Linked DNA regions of Anas platyrhynchos: region 2 is linked to region 1. Evidence: chromatin contacts called from public Hi-C data. All regions are on one chromosome and are shown on one strand. The core of a region is the stretch at or near the end of the contact, and the rest is flanking DNA. Distances in the headings are between cores, read along the strand shown.

Evidence for each region. A called contact is a pair of places that touch in the nucleus more often than the background predicts.
Region 2: a Hi-C map of skeletal muscle shows a contact between it and region 1, with 2.6 times the contacts expected there. The contact joins two enhancer-like sites. A contact is called at or near these places in 2 of 8 Hi-C or Micro-C datasets (liver and skeletal muscle).

What each region holds. Positions count from the first base shown.
Region 1 is chr4:56,357,399-56,364,106 of IASCAAS_PekinDuck_T2T, reverse strand. It overlaps LOC140002494 (a long non-coding RNA gene), which reads right to left. Exons shown (of 5, transcript XR_011809207.1): 3 at 5,092-5,213; 4 at 1,028-1,086. Among named protein-coding and RNA genes, the nearest start is that of KLF3, 17 kb to the right of the region's middle. Within about 2 kb of position 3,561, at least 1 of the 8 cell types and tissues checked has an H3K27ac peak or open chromatin away from gene starts, as enhancers often do.
Region 2 is chr4:56,398,767-56,406,316 of IASCAAS_PekinDuck_T2T, reverse strand. No RefSeq gene overlaps it. Among named protein-coding and RNA genes, the nearest start is that of KLF3, 59 kb to the right of the region's middle. Within about 2 kb of position 1,491, at least 1 of the 8 cell types and tissues checked has an H3K27ac peak or open chromatin away from gene starts, as enhancers often do.

The DNA of each region.
Region 1 (6,708 bases), core at 2,312-4,811:
TCATACGTCCTCCTTCTTAACCTGATAGGATTTCAACTTTTATCAAATTACATAATCATATTTTACCCACAGTTTCCTTATTCTCCTGTGAGCTGAACCAGCTGACGTTTATGACTTTAACTGTTAGCATGCTACACATGATATATCTTAATTTATATATGTGCTCTGCTCACAGCGAAAAGGATTGCCAGAAAGAAAAAGAAAGAAAGAAAGAAAGAAAGAAAGAAAGAAAGAAAGAAAGAAAGAAAGAAAGAAAGAAAGAAAGAAAGAAAGAAAGAAAGAAAGAAAGAAAGAAAGAAAGAAAGAAAGAAAGAAAGAAAGAAAGAAAGAAAGAAAGAAAGAAAGAGAAAGAAAGAAAGCTACTTTTCTTCTGGCTTTTAGTGGACACAGCTCCCTGTGGACAGCTACCTCCATTCCCTGCCTTTGAAAATCCAAACCGTTGTTATTATTATTTAACAGTTTTTATAGCAACCTCTATATCAGGCATTTAATGTTTTATGAGCAGATTCAGACATCAAACTTTTTAATTTTTGCATATAACAGATCCCAAGATCCCAAGAAGATAAAAATACCAGCTGAAACCCACTGTAATCAGAAGAAAGACACATGCTGACACTAGGGACTTGAAGACCAAGGCTTCAGTCATTGTCTTCACTTGTCATTCCCCACACTAAGAGCTGGGAAAAAAAAAAAAAAGTTCCCTATTTACTCACACTCTGTCCTTCCCTTGCAAAAATCAAACTCACTCAGAGCCTGAAATGTTTCTGGAGACCGTGGCATTGTTTTGATCTGGTTAACATTTCATGCCATCAATTTTTATGATGTTTTCCAAATAGCGTTAGAACCAAGATGACCTGCTACCTTTTATTTTTAAAGAAGTAGGATTGGTCAGATTCCTAGGAATAATTTTTAAAGCCAGATGGCATGTGGTACCAAAGTTCAGCTACACTTACAAAAAAGTACTTCTATAACATTTTGCTTCAAGCAGAGCAAATACAACAGATAAGGTGCTGCTGAATCACATTACATTTTCCTCAAAGTAGTAAAAACAATTTTGAAGTTCCCAGAGGCGCCATCTCCGTAGGCCTGTAATAGAGGAAAAAAGAGAGGAAAATAAAAGAAAAAGAAAAGAAAAAAAAAAAAGTAAGCATTGTTTTCCGTTTCTTGAGAACTGCCAGGAACAGAAAGACAATGAATAAGCCTTTCTTGCATTATATATGATATTTTTGCATCTTCATGAATGTTATATATACAAAGTACACATGCACACAAATACACACAGATGTCTAGAAAAAAAGATTGTCATTAATGCAACCACAGAGATGAGAAATCCAGCATTTCAAAGTCAGAAAACCCAGCCTTAAAATAAAATGTTCTCACTGAACTTTGCCCTCCTGTATTTATTCTCAGATAGGGGTTTTGTCATAGAAAAGAATAGGAGAAATGGTAGTGATTCCAACAGCACAAACAACATAAAACCACTTTTTGCACAGCTCAGCACAATATCCTTTACTAAAAGCAATGTTTGGCCCTTCCAGATCTACAGGCTGGAGAACTTCAGCCAATTTTCTACAACTTTGTTGTACTTGAATTGTGAAGGTCTATTAATTAAACTAGCTTTGCTTAAACTGCCCTATTGCTGAACTATGCTTGCACAAAAATGTGCAGTATTATCTGGGAAAAAGTTATTTAATGCGTTCAGAATGAAAATGCAGTTAATGCTTGCTGCAATGAGACAAACAATGAAGTGCAATTAAATCTAACAAAGTTTTGCACACCTGAGACAAGGATTTAGAAATCCAAACTAAAGATCTCCCTTAAGTAAACAACATTGTTAGTAATATTTTTTTGCCCACCTGAATGCCAATGCTCTCATAAATTAGGCATCATAAATTCTGCTACATCCAATTTTCTCTTTGTTTTATGTGAAATAATAATAATGAATTAATTAATTATTTGCATTGATATCAAGCACAGACATTTGCTGAAATGCTTTACAAACTCACCTATGAGCAAAGTGTCACTGTAGGTTAAAAATTACATGAAATGAAATAACATTAAGTCCTGCATCTAGGGGCTGGCAACAAGAATTTCTGTAGTGTGGCAGAAGTTATCAACTGGAAACACAGAAGAGAAGACTGAGGATACCAGGATCATAGGATGCCTTTTAGATGCAAATGTAATTGTGAGTTAAATAATGTGGTCCTGAGATATTTCAGCCAAAATGTTTCCATTAGCAATAGAACAATATTTATGGCAATGTACAAAGCATTGCTGTGCCTTCATCTGAAATATTTTATATACGATTCTGATCACCCATTGTTCAAGAGGGGTGAATTCAGGATGCCAAGACAGTGCAGATGACTCGGATCATCCAAAGAATGGATAGGCTACCATACATAAGAGTACAATAGCCTTATTTGTTTAACCTAGTGAAATGAAGGCCAAATAGGGATAAACACCAGAAAGCTAAAATAACTTTCAGCTACGCTGAAAATGCTGTCATTTGATAGACATTGGAATGAATACATTTATGCCATAATTTACATGTTTAATCAGGAAAGAAACAGGGTTCTGAAACAGACAGTAGGATAAGTGGGAATAGAAACCTAACTGGTTTTACCATGGAACTCAGTTGTGGAAGGGACTGTATGACACAACTGTCTGCAACAGGACAGACACAGACCTGATGATCCAGAAGGTCCATCTGAGCTGTATCGTCCTACCTGACGATATCATCCTCTTTGGATGGTATATACCCCATAGGCTTTCTGGGGATCAGCCACCCACAGAAGATCAGGCATAACCAATGTTTCAAGGATTGCAACAGATGATGGGAAGTAGCACCCCAATATCACACTTTGATTTAAATCAGGAGCTCTGAGGCAGTGCCTACTCAGGTTTACTTTTTTCCAAAAAATAACACGCTGGGTCTCTATGGCTACATATGAATGGCCAATGGTAGTCACTGCCAAAAGCACCTGGGGTCAAAAAGCACAGGGAAGCTCATGTGGTTTCATCCTCTTCCCCAGGCAGTACCCAGGGATGCAGCCCTGCTGGAAGCTGTCATGCACCTAGCACAAGTGCTCAGAGATCTGCAAGCTCAGAGGACAGCCTTCAAGCAGCCAGGATTTGGAAATCCTGGCTCCCAGCAACAGGACAGTTTGTTAACATGAGCTGTGGATCCTGGAGCTTTCCAAGCCTGGCTTTTTGACTTTGGCCTGTTTTTGTCAAAGACCATCCTCTCTGATGATCCCACCCAGTGCCTGCTTTCTGGTTCATCTGCATCCCCGTGAGCACACATGATCTGGAAAACTGTGGCTATTGCATACGGAAAAGAAACCTTGCCCACCTGCAGCTTGCCAACGTCGCTTGCCGTTCCTTCTGCAATCTCATTAAGCTTTGTTTTGCTTTGCTGACACCAACACTGCCAAAGAGATCAGCTGGCGAAGGAGACTGCATTAGTAATGTGGCTGGCATTTTGCCTCCTGCAGTTGAGATCACTTCTGAGCACTGCCTCTCTGCTGGTCCACTTGGACAAACAGCCTAAAACTCTCTCCCTCGGTTCAACTTCCCAGTCACACAGTGTATTTGCCATTGAGCTATTGCACTGGCCTTGCTCCATACCGATGATAACATCTATAATTATTATTTTTCTTGCCTCGTATCTCGTCTTCACTAGCCAGCCACCTGAGTTGTTGAAACACTTGGTGAGCCTGTGTTCTGTTCCTAAAGCTCCAAGTAGCCCTGTGGCCCTGTCATTGTAACTCACAGTGATGCCTCCACTTTGCTGGAAGATTTTACCTAAACCATTTCGCATTTGGGCTAGAGTCTCGCTTTTCCGGTTGTTCCCTTGTGAAATACTCATCCCTCTCATTCATGCAAATCTTTTCATTTCAGAGATTAGAGATGTGAAACACAAACTCTGTCTTCTTCGCATGGAGCATAAACAGCCCTAAATGCAGCAACCAGGGTGGCATTCATCTCACCTCACCTTAGCCATCTAAAAGTCAGCCTCACTGAATCATCCAGATTTCCTCTATAATGACTGGAAAGGGGAAATTCTTTCCAGAAGGAAAATTTTTCTCCTTCTAATGCAGGGAGAGGCCTCACCATCTGGAGATGTCTCTCTACTGAACGCAGAGCACTTCTAGGAAACTACCGAAGACCAACGCTCAGAAAACTCAAGGTAGATGAGACCTTTATTGACGTTTTAATGCCTTGACAGTATGTTGAGAATAGCAAGTAATTATTTCTGGCTCTTATAAGTGAAGTAAAACTGTTTCTATCCCATTTCAGAGAAGGCAAATAGAAGCCCATAAAGAATATACCTATGACCTGACAAAAGAGGTACTGGCCATCACTGTCACAGGAAGAACATGGGGGATCATCAATCACAGTCCTTTGCTGAGACCATTAAACTATGTCTCTTTCAACAAACGTCCTCCTACTTGTTGCCAGCAAACATCTCAATAACAGTTTTACACGGGTTGTTAATTGTTTTCAGGGCCTTGCCTTTGACTAGCAATAAAAAGTGGTCACACAGAAAGAATTCTCCAGAACTGGGTTGCCTGTTTGTTTCCCTTACCCCCTTCTAGCCTGCTGGAAGAAATGAGCCAAGTGCAGCATCCAGAGTGGTTGAGAGTGATCGTTCACTGCTCTGCAGGCAGTAAAACTCCAGTGGACACAGCTGTACCGGGAAAGGATGGGATTTTTTTGGTTGGTTCATCAGTTGTTGCTGTGTTTTTTGTTTGTTGGTTTGTTTTTCCCCAGGAAGAAGGGATATGAACACAAGCAATCTTTCCTCTGGTCACAATTGTGGAAGACTTGCCAGCTCCAAAAACATTTTATAGGGTAGGCAGACTTACAGCCTTCACAGGTATCATCGCCCATCCATAGAAGTCAGGCCAATGACCCTTCAAGTTCATAGATTACCCAGGCCACTGTGAACATATATCTGTGTGTACATATTTATACATGCACGTATGTATCTGTGAGTGTTTGCACATTCACTCGCACAATTTTATAATTTCTAGAAACTAATTCTTGATAATTAAGCATTTAGTGTTACTAATAATGTACATGGCTCACCAGAAATCTGCGTGCACATCAAGCAGAACCCTGGAGGGATTTCATTTATTTATTGATTTCCCATTTTATGGATCCTTCGCAGCACAGAGGAGACCCACAAGACCAGGAAGGGAGAGGTATGGCTATAAAACCAGAGTAAATAATTAGTGGTGCAATGTAGCTGTAAAATCGCTGGACAAATACCTGCCACGACTCCAGTCCATCGAGCTGCTGAACTCCCTGGCCGCCGGGGGGGCATGCCGCCGAGCAGCTCAGCTGTGTCGGACCAGAGGCCGCATGGGAGTCTGAATTCCTGCTGCCAGCTTATCAGAAAAAGTCATAAGACAAAGGGAAAGCTTTGCTCGTTTCCAAACAATTTCGTAACTAAGAGCAGAAAATAGTGGGTTTGTTTGTGGTGGAGGTGGCAGTATATCCTGCGCTCTGCTACTGTGCAGAAAAAGAAAGCATTCGAATGCAAAACGATTGCATTTTAAGCTCAGATTGTAAAGGTTATACCCTGCTCTGTGCGTCCTGTGCTTCACGCTGTGGAAAAGCTGCAGCATGCCAGAAAGGAGCTCTTTTTCAAAATACAGAAACAAAACTGAGGAAACTGGAAACCTACGTTATTTACTGCATCTAAATCTCTTTCTTATGGTAAGCAACAGCTCTGGCCAACAAGCCACAAACCAAAAGACACCTTAGTGGTCCAGGAAGTTCAGAGTTCTTTGAGTTAAATATTGAGCAATGCAGGTGCAGGCTGCAGATGGGAGGTTTGGGTGCGAAAGCATGCCAAGTGCATAACAAAACTCGATTGAAGGAAGCCAATTTTAAGATCTCCATCTGAATTAGTTGCACATAGATGGCAGGAATTCCACACATACCCTGTTTGAGAAACAAGAGTTTTCAAGGATCTTCAGTGTGCGAATCACTGGCATGAAAAGGGACCTTCTTTGCTTTGCTTTGCTTTCTCACAATTAAAGTTACCACCAGGCACACCCAAGTATATGTGGGGGCAAATAACTTCTTGCTGCAATTTAACTGAAGTTTGCAGGGCATTTTGTCTGTACTCACCAAATCAATGCTTTTTCAAGATTTGTGTCTAATTATTTTAGAATTAAGAACTGAAGATTTTGCTGAAAGCAAGGAGGCAGACTATCAGTATTTCCATTCCTTTCACTTTCCACTTTTCCCCCACTCATCTTTTGTGTACTTTGTGTTACCTTACCCACTGGGATATGTAAATCATCTTTAAAACTGAAATACTGTTTTGGTGTTGTTTTCTTACCTACCTATAGAGCTCTAGTCTGTAAAACTGATAGAAATTCAAGCAATAAATCAAATTATAAAGAAACAACAACAAAGACATGCTGGGGTGGGAGATACTTGCAAAGAAATCAGCTCAGCCTTAAAAATCTGGGTGCTGATGGGGTGGACAGACTTTACCATGCTTTCAAATCTTGAATTCTCCTAATTTCTGCAAAGCAGCCCAATTAGTAGTCCACTATTTAGGGGGAGAAGCTATCACGAAGAATATACAAAGATGATGTAGCATCTTCTTAAAGCAAATGATCCTTGCTTGTCTACAGGGCAATGCTCAAGCGATGCCTACCACAAAGCTTAAAACAATGGCAGCCACCC
Region 2 (7,550 bases), core at 242-2,741, 44 kb before region 1:
GCGCTCAAATTCTCTGCTTGATACAAAAATTACTTTTAGAAAATGCTTCAAGTAATGCCAACACCTGACTTTAACTATTTGCTCTCCTTTCTGCTTCTCTGCTTTTCACTTTTTATCTCAGGAAGCTTCTATCATCAGCATTTCAAGAATCCACATTTTCAAACTCTCTCAGGAAGAATATATAGTGAATTAGCCATAATAAGCACAACACTGAAATGATTTGAAAGGAATTGACTACCCTGGTATTGATCTTCTCATATTAGAAATGTAACACTGAGAATGCAACAAACACATAAAATGTACTTTTTTCAAAGGAGCAACTCGATCTAATCTGAAAACCAACCGAAAATAGCAACAGGGAGTGTCTCGTTTATTGTAATTTGCTGGATTTCTATGCTCTATCTCAGCTGAAAGAGAAACAAAGACCCTCTGATAATACAGGGGAACTTGAACTGTTGTAAGGAGAGGCAATCAGTCCTGCCCTGAGCTAATCTTAAAGGGCAGAGTACCTATACACTCAGTAGAGAGATATCTCATTAATTCTGTGAATTAACAGCAAGTAAACTGAAGGAAGTGTAATTACCTGCCCTTGAAGGCCATTGCAGGCAAGGGCTAGGAGTTGTTATTGTCAAAAGTTCAAGCTCCCTTCCAGTGAATGTAATTGAACTTTTATCACCCTTGTGTCACCAGTCTCTACAGAGCTGCTGCTCAGACAATAATGCTACCCAGTTTGTGTCGAGGTGAATGGACTCCTAAACCTCCTCACTTCCACTTTCCACTCAGCAGCCACTCCCTCTGACACGTCCAGGTCTAAACCCTCTACTGTTTTAGAAACTGTTCTCTTACAGGGACCCTTAGCAAATAATTGGCAGGTGCCCCCCTTACAAACATCTCCATACTGTGCTGCAGTAGCAGAGCTGTCACTGATCAAAACTCATTCAGATGCCTCTGGGAGACACACTTCTGCCATCATTCCCATGAACAGTGAGAGAGCAGTGGGCACTCACATCCCTTCCTTCACACCCTAGCAGAAGTGCTAGCCTTCTTCTTCCATGAGCCTGCCTGGCCATGGAGCTGGGGGTGCTGTGGCAAGCACGGGAAGAGTTAATATCTCAGAGTCTGTTATTGCTCATTAGCTGATAGTACTGCAGAGGGCCTAGGTGCCCTGGCAAACATCAGGACTTTACGGGCCAAAGACTGTACAAACAATAGGGGACAGTGCATGCTTGTCAGGCCTGAAATCTAAACAGAGAGAGCAAATGGAGGCTGAGCTCCCATCCCCACTTGGCAAGTGGGAGAAGGTGCTACCTCCCCTCCTGCCACCTCCTCCCTGTCCTGCCTGTGCTGCAGCATTGTGGGGACACAAATGCCCCTGCCCTGAGCATGTGCAGCCTGGGGCACATGGAGGATATGAAGGTGCAGGGATACCCCATCCACACCGAGCTTCCCCAGGAGGTGCTTCACAAGGGCACCCACAGGGACGTTTCCTCCCACTGCTACATGACGTGGCTCACGCTCTGCGTTGCGTGATGTGTCACACACCCTTGAACTCACCCGTGTTGTACTTAACACTGGAAACAGTCCAGTTTCCTCAGGCCCACGTGTGTTGCTAGAGGTGGTGAACTTCCCTGCCTGGTTCCTCCTCATGGCACACCACCTGAAGTCACCTCTCGAGTTTGGCCTCACAAGTGACTCACCTCACATCCTTCCTCACCCGCTCGGGGCAGGACCAAGTGGGCTGGCTGCATCCCACCTAAGTCTGGCCTCTACCAGACTAGCAGACAACCTGGCCAGTAAATGATAAGTCAGTAAATTCATGAAAATAGAAACTTTAGTGGTAGAAATGAAGTGAATGAGAAACAGAACCAGGCTGAAAGCATTTACCTGTGGGTGCTTGGTGTTTCTCCTGATCGCCGAGAGCAGACTCGTAAGAGTTGCTCACAAGAGGATGCAAACTTTAAATAGCCAAATAATAAGGGTTATCCAAGTATAACTTCAGAATTTCTTGTCAGAGGATAAAACCATGACTGCTGGCAAGCTGAGATGCCCTTAAGTATAGAAAATTAAATTAATTTAACAGCCAGGTTGCCATAACTCTTTCTCTGGGATTTCCCAGATGGAAGTACGTGTGAATGAGTTCCACAGACCATGTGTTATCAACCCCACATTTCAGGAAGCATCCAGACTGACTGCATATACTCTGCACAAAAGATCTGTGGATGTTCAGAAAATCTGAGAGCTTGGGAACATGTCTGGCTGACTGTGCCTGCATGACTCCATTGAATAATGTGAGCATGGCACATCCAGAATTCTGGATGCTTCACTCAGACCATACTGCTAATTCACATGAGCAGAACAATGCTGTCTGAAATCCCCAGGACTTTCAGGGTGGCTGTGCATCTGCTGGGTACTTTGTGCAGACATAATCACAGAATCACAGGATGGTGAGGCTGGCAGGGACCTCTGGAGACCATCTGCTCCAACCCCTGTTCAAGTAGGGACACCCACAGCAGGGTGCCCAGGACCAGGTCCAGGAGGCTTTTGAAGATCTCCAAGGAGGTCTTCTTCCACACACTGTGGAAACATTCTGGATTTCCCGATCTCTGGCAGCTCAGTCAGGGCTCTGCCAGGCAGTCACTCCGTAGGCCTGCCCAATAGCCCCCAACCCTGGACCAGTGTAAAACAGCACGTCTGCAAGGGCATCCCCCGGGGAACCCAGATGTCTGAGGGCTCTGTGTTAACAGCAACGCCAACAACAAGGGCTTGCTTCTGTCCGCTTCGCCTCCAGCAGACAAACGCTTGCTTTTTCTTACAGAACCCGTGCCTGGTGCTATTATTCAGAAGGTTGTGCTTGTTTGCTGTAGCCCATCAACAACCAGATGAGGAGCCCATGCAATGCTAATTATATGCTAAGTATTAAGCCATTTTATAGACAGTTGTGTGTCTTTATAATGCTAAGGGACAAGCGCAGCAAGTTACCTACACACAAGGTTCGGCATAGTGCTGCAGCATCCAGAAAGGACACAGGAGAGGCAAGTAACCAGGGAGCCCTTTTCTCGGGTACATCATGAGGCAGGCGCTGCCTGCTGAGGAGGCGGCGGTGTCTCAGTGTCTCGTTAGTACAGCCAGAGGCACTGGGCACCCCAGGGCCCAGAGCTGCCGCCAGCAGCTGGGTGCAGCCCAGCCCAGGCAGGATCAGTGTTGCACCCAGGGCAGCACCCATGGCAGCTGCACCCAAGCCTTCCCCTCCCAAATCCCCGGGGCCGGCTCCCTGCCCAGTGCTGGTGCCTCCTGGCAGCCCCAGGCAAGCACAAGCCCTGGCGGGGAATTATCTGGAAAGGAAGCATATGAAGGGAGAACCGAGAGAGTGAGGGAAATGGCCAGGGAAGTAAAGCTCACTTCACCTATCACATGGAGCAGTGAGATTTCCTAAGGGGTATCCCACATCATACCACAACATCAGACTGTGAACACATAAATAAACAGGCGGTGGTGCTCATTTATCTACTGCAGTCCAACTTCAGCCATGACGATCACTGAGGGCAAAAACTTGGCAGGATTTTTAAGACCTGAACCTGTCTTTAACAATGAGGAATTCAGAATGGCATTAGATAAAGGCTTTTTTAAAAGACGGGAAGGCTGTAGACTCTCACCTTACAAATACAAGACAACAAGTTGCTGACAGAGACAAGGACAGACTTTTTTTGGAGGCTGTTTTTTTCTCGAGTGCCCTCTTCCAGATTCTCCCATATTTCTACATTTATATAAGTCACATCTGAAAGGAAGAAACTGGACCAGAAATTATGTTTCTTCTTTACTAATTCTGATGATAATCTGGGAGGGGGGACACACAAAATGGCATGGCTCAACAAACGGAGGTCTGATTTTGATTCCATTTACTTAAGTGTCTCTCTATATATACAATTCATGTATTTATTTATATATATATATATACCTATATGTACCTAACTTTTCTGACTTCCATGAAGCTATTCTTGATTTGCAAATGCAATGTCCTTGGTCACCTCTTGGCAAAGTTTTCTACCCACAGACACCACCATGCCACAGCTGGCAGCAGCTGGTGATGCTGAAAGCAATTCTAACCATGGGGTAAGTGCCCCCTAGAATGAATTACCTGTTCCCCCTTCAGGTGGTCATTCCAGATCAGCAGTGAACAAATTAGCAGAGCATTCCAAAGAAATCCATCTTTGGGAAAGATAAAATTTCAGCTTCTAAGCTGGTCCCTCCATAAAGCTGAATGAATGTAAAAGGAACAGATCTCACAGAAATCCAGAAAGAGCAGCATCAGAAGGAGGAATCATATTCACTGTGTGTTACCAATACAGGCAGGAATGGTAGAGGAGACATTTCCAAACCAGACACAGCTACTGAAAGGCCCACAATTCTCTCTATGCCATCTTCAGTTGCTTCAGTAGATGAGCAAGGCCTAAGCTGAGGGTTGCAGAGCGTGGCTCGCCCACGGGAGAACCACCCTTCCCTCCCTCCTTTCCTCCAGGCCAGAGATACCTCCAGGGATTAGATCATCCCTCTGTGTAGGCTGCAGAGCTGGGTTGCCAGCCATGGGTGGGTGTGTGATTAGTCACATTTACATGTCTAAAACATCAGCTCTGCAAACACCCCAGGGCATGGCTATGAATGCACGCAGAGTGCAAACATGATAAAGAAGTTCAATATGTAGAAAAGCTGTGCCCGAGTTGAAGCACCCCTAAAAGTAGGTCAGATCAACTCCAAGAAAATCGGCTAATACGGTTTCTCATCTGATTTACTTTGTAATGCATTTTGTTATTGAATGGTTCTTTCAATTTTGTTCATGTTGTTTTGCTGGATACACCATGTGCTCAGTGGACACCTCTATAAGATAAAAAATTAAGTTGGAGAGTCTGTCAAAAGGGGCAGGTGTGAATGCACATCTCCACAAGACATACTCTAAGCACCAACAAGAGTGGTTAAATCAAAGGGACTTCACATACAGTGGCCATAGAGAAAACTTGCTCCACCACCTATCTTGGGGTTTGCAGGCGGTCGCTCTGATGTTTTACACAGTTCCTCTCTCTCTGATGCTAAGGTGTTGCTGTCACCAGAGAGTGGTGAAAACAATGAGGAACTCCAGGCAGACTAAAATTTGAAGCCAACCTCAGAAGAACATAACAGAGTATAACCTGTTGACGGTGTCTGAAAACATAGTGTAAACCTGTTTTAAACATTTTCATATGGAAAAAAATCCATTTTAAGTGTTCCTACTCATGTTTTGCCTTATCTAGCCAAAATGAATGGCCACAGAATGAAATGTTTTGGGAAAAGTATGCATGGGACATGAGGCTGGTGGAAAACAATTTTGAGATGTATCAAAACTTACTACCATGCTATCAGAAGTGTGGGAGTGTCCTGGTTTCAGTTAGCACAGAATTAATTTTCTTCCTAGTAGCTGGTGGAATGCTGTGTTTTGGCTTAGGATGAGAAGAGTGGTTAGGTGTTTCAGGTTAGGTGTTATCAGCACTCTTCTCATCCTAAGCCAAAACACAGCATTCCACCAGCTACTAGGAAGAAAATTAATTCTGTGCTAACTGAAACCAGGACATCTATCCACCCCTTATTCCATACCATTTATGTCATGCTCAGGTTACACTCTTTTCCATACATTCTAATTAGTCACCTATAGTAATCATGGTAGTGATAACATACAGTATAATATACTATTTAACATGGTACAATTCAGTTCATGGGCTATTCTCACCCAGTATTAAATCTCCTTGAGGTACACACCGGACCTCTCCGTTCTTTTGCATCACCCACCAAGTGTATCCAGGTCCCTGAGCGAAAACAATTCCACGAATAGGTTTGCCTTTTCCTGAGGCAGGAGTAGCCCAGACTGTTTTACCCAGCATATTTTTTACATGCACTACAGGAACTTTATCCCCATCTACAGTACGTAACAGGTTTGATTGGGCAGGTCCAGCTCGGTTGGTAGATCCCCTAGTATTGACTAACCAAGTGGCCTTTGCTAAATGCGTATCCCAGTTTTTGAACGTCCCAGCGCCCATTGCTTTCAAGGTAGTCTTTAACAGGCCATTGTATCGTTCAACTTTCCCGGAGGCTGGTGCATGATAGGGGATGTGATACACCCATTCAATACCATGTTCTTTGGCCCAAGTGTCTATAAGGTTGTTTCGGAAGTGAGTCCCATTGTCTGATTCTATTCTTTCTGGGGTGCCATGTCGCCATAGGACTTGCTTTTCAAGGCCCAGGATGGTGTTCCGGGCGGTGGCATGAGGCACAGGATATGTTTCCAGCCATCCGGTGGTTGCTTCCACCATTGTAAGTACGTGGCGCTTGCCATTGCGAGTTTGAGGGAGTGTGATGTAATCAATCTGCCAGGCCTCTCCATATTTATATTTCAGCCATCGTCCTCCATACCAAAGAGGCTTTGACCGTTTGGCTTGCTTGATTGCAGCACATGTTTCACAGTCATGAATAACCTGTGCTATAGCATCCATGGTCAAGTCCACCCCTCGATCACGAGCCCATCTGTATGTTGCATCTCTACCTTGATGGCCTGAGGTGTCATGGGCCCATCGGGCTATAAATAATTCACCTTTATGCTGCCAATCCAAGTCCACCTGAGCTACTTCAATCTTAGCAGCCTGATCCACCTGCTGGTTGTTTTGATGTTCTTCAGTAGCCCGATTTTTGGGCACATGAGCATCTACGTGGCGTACTTTCACAGCCAGGTTCTCTACCCGAGCAGCAATATCTTGCCACAATGCAGCAGCCCAGATGGGTTTGCCCCTACGCTGCCAGTTGTTTTGCTTCCATTGCTGTAACCATCCCCACAGGGCATTTGCTACCATCCATGAATCGGTGTAGAGATAGAGAACTGGCCATTTTTCTCGTTCAGCAATGTCTAAAGCCAGCTGAATGGCTTTCACTTCTGCAAACTGACTCGATTCACCTTCTCCCTCAGCAGCTTCTGCAACTCGTCGCGTAGGACTCCATACAGCAGCCTTCCATCTCCGATGCTTCCCCACAATACGACAGGACCCATCAGTGAACAGGGCATATTTCTTTTCATTCTCTGGCAACTGGTTGTACAGTGGGGCTTCTTCAGCACGACCCACCTCCTCCTCTGATGATATCCCAAAGTATTTGCCTTCTGGCCAGTCCATGATCACTTCCAATATTCCTGGGCGACTGGGGTTTCCTATTCGAGCCCGCTGAGTAATCAATGCAACCCACTTGCTCCATGTAGCATCAGTTGCATGATGCGTAGAGGGGACCCTTCCCTTGAACATCCAGCCTAGTACTGGCAATCGGGGTGCTAGGAGGAGTTGCGCTTCAGTACCGACCACCTCCGAAGCAGATCGAACTCCTTCATATGCTGCCAATATCTCCTTTTCAGTTGGAGTATAGCGGGCCTCAGATCCTCTGTATCCCCGACTCCAAAACCCCAGGGGCCGACCTCGAGTTTCCCCAGGTTCTTTCTGCCAGAGGCTCCAGGTGGGGCCGTTCTCCCCGGCTGCAGTGTAGAGCAC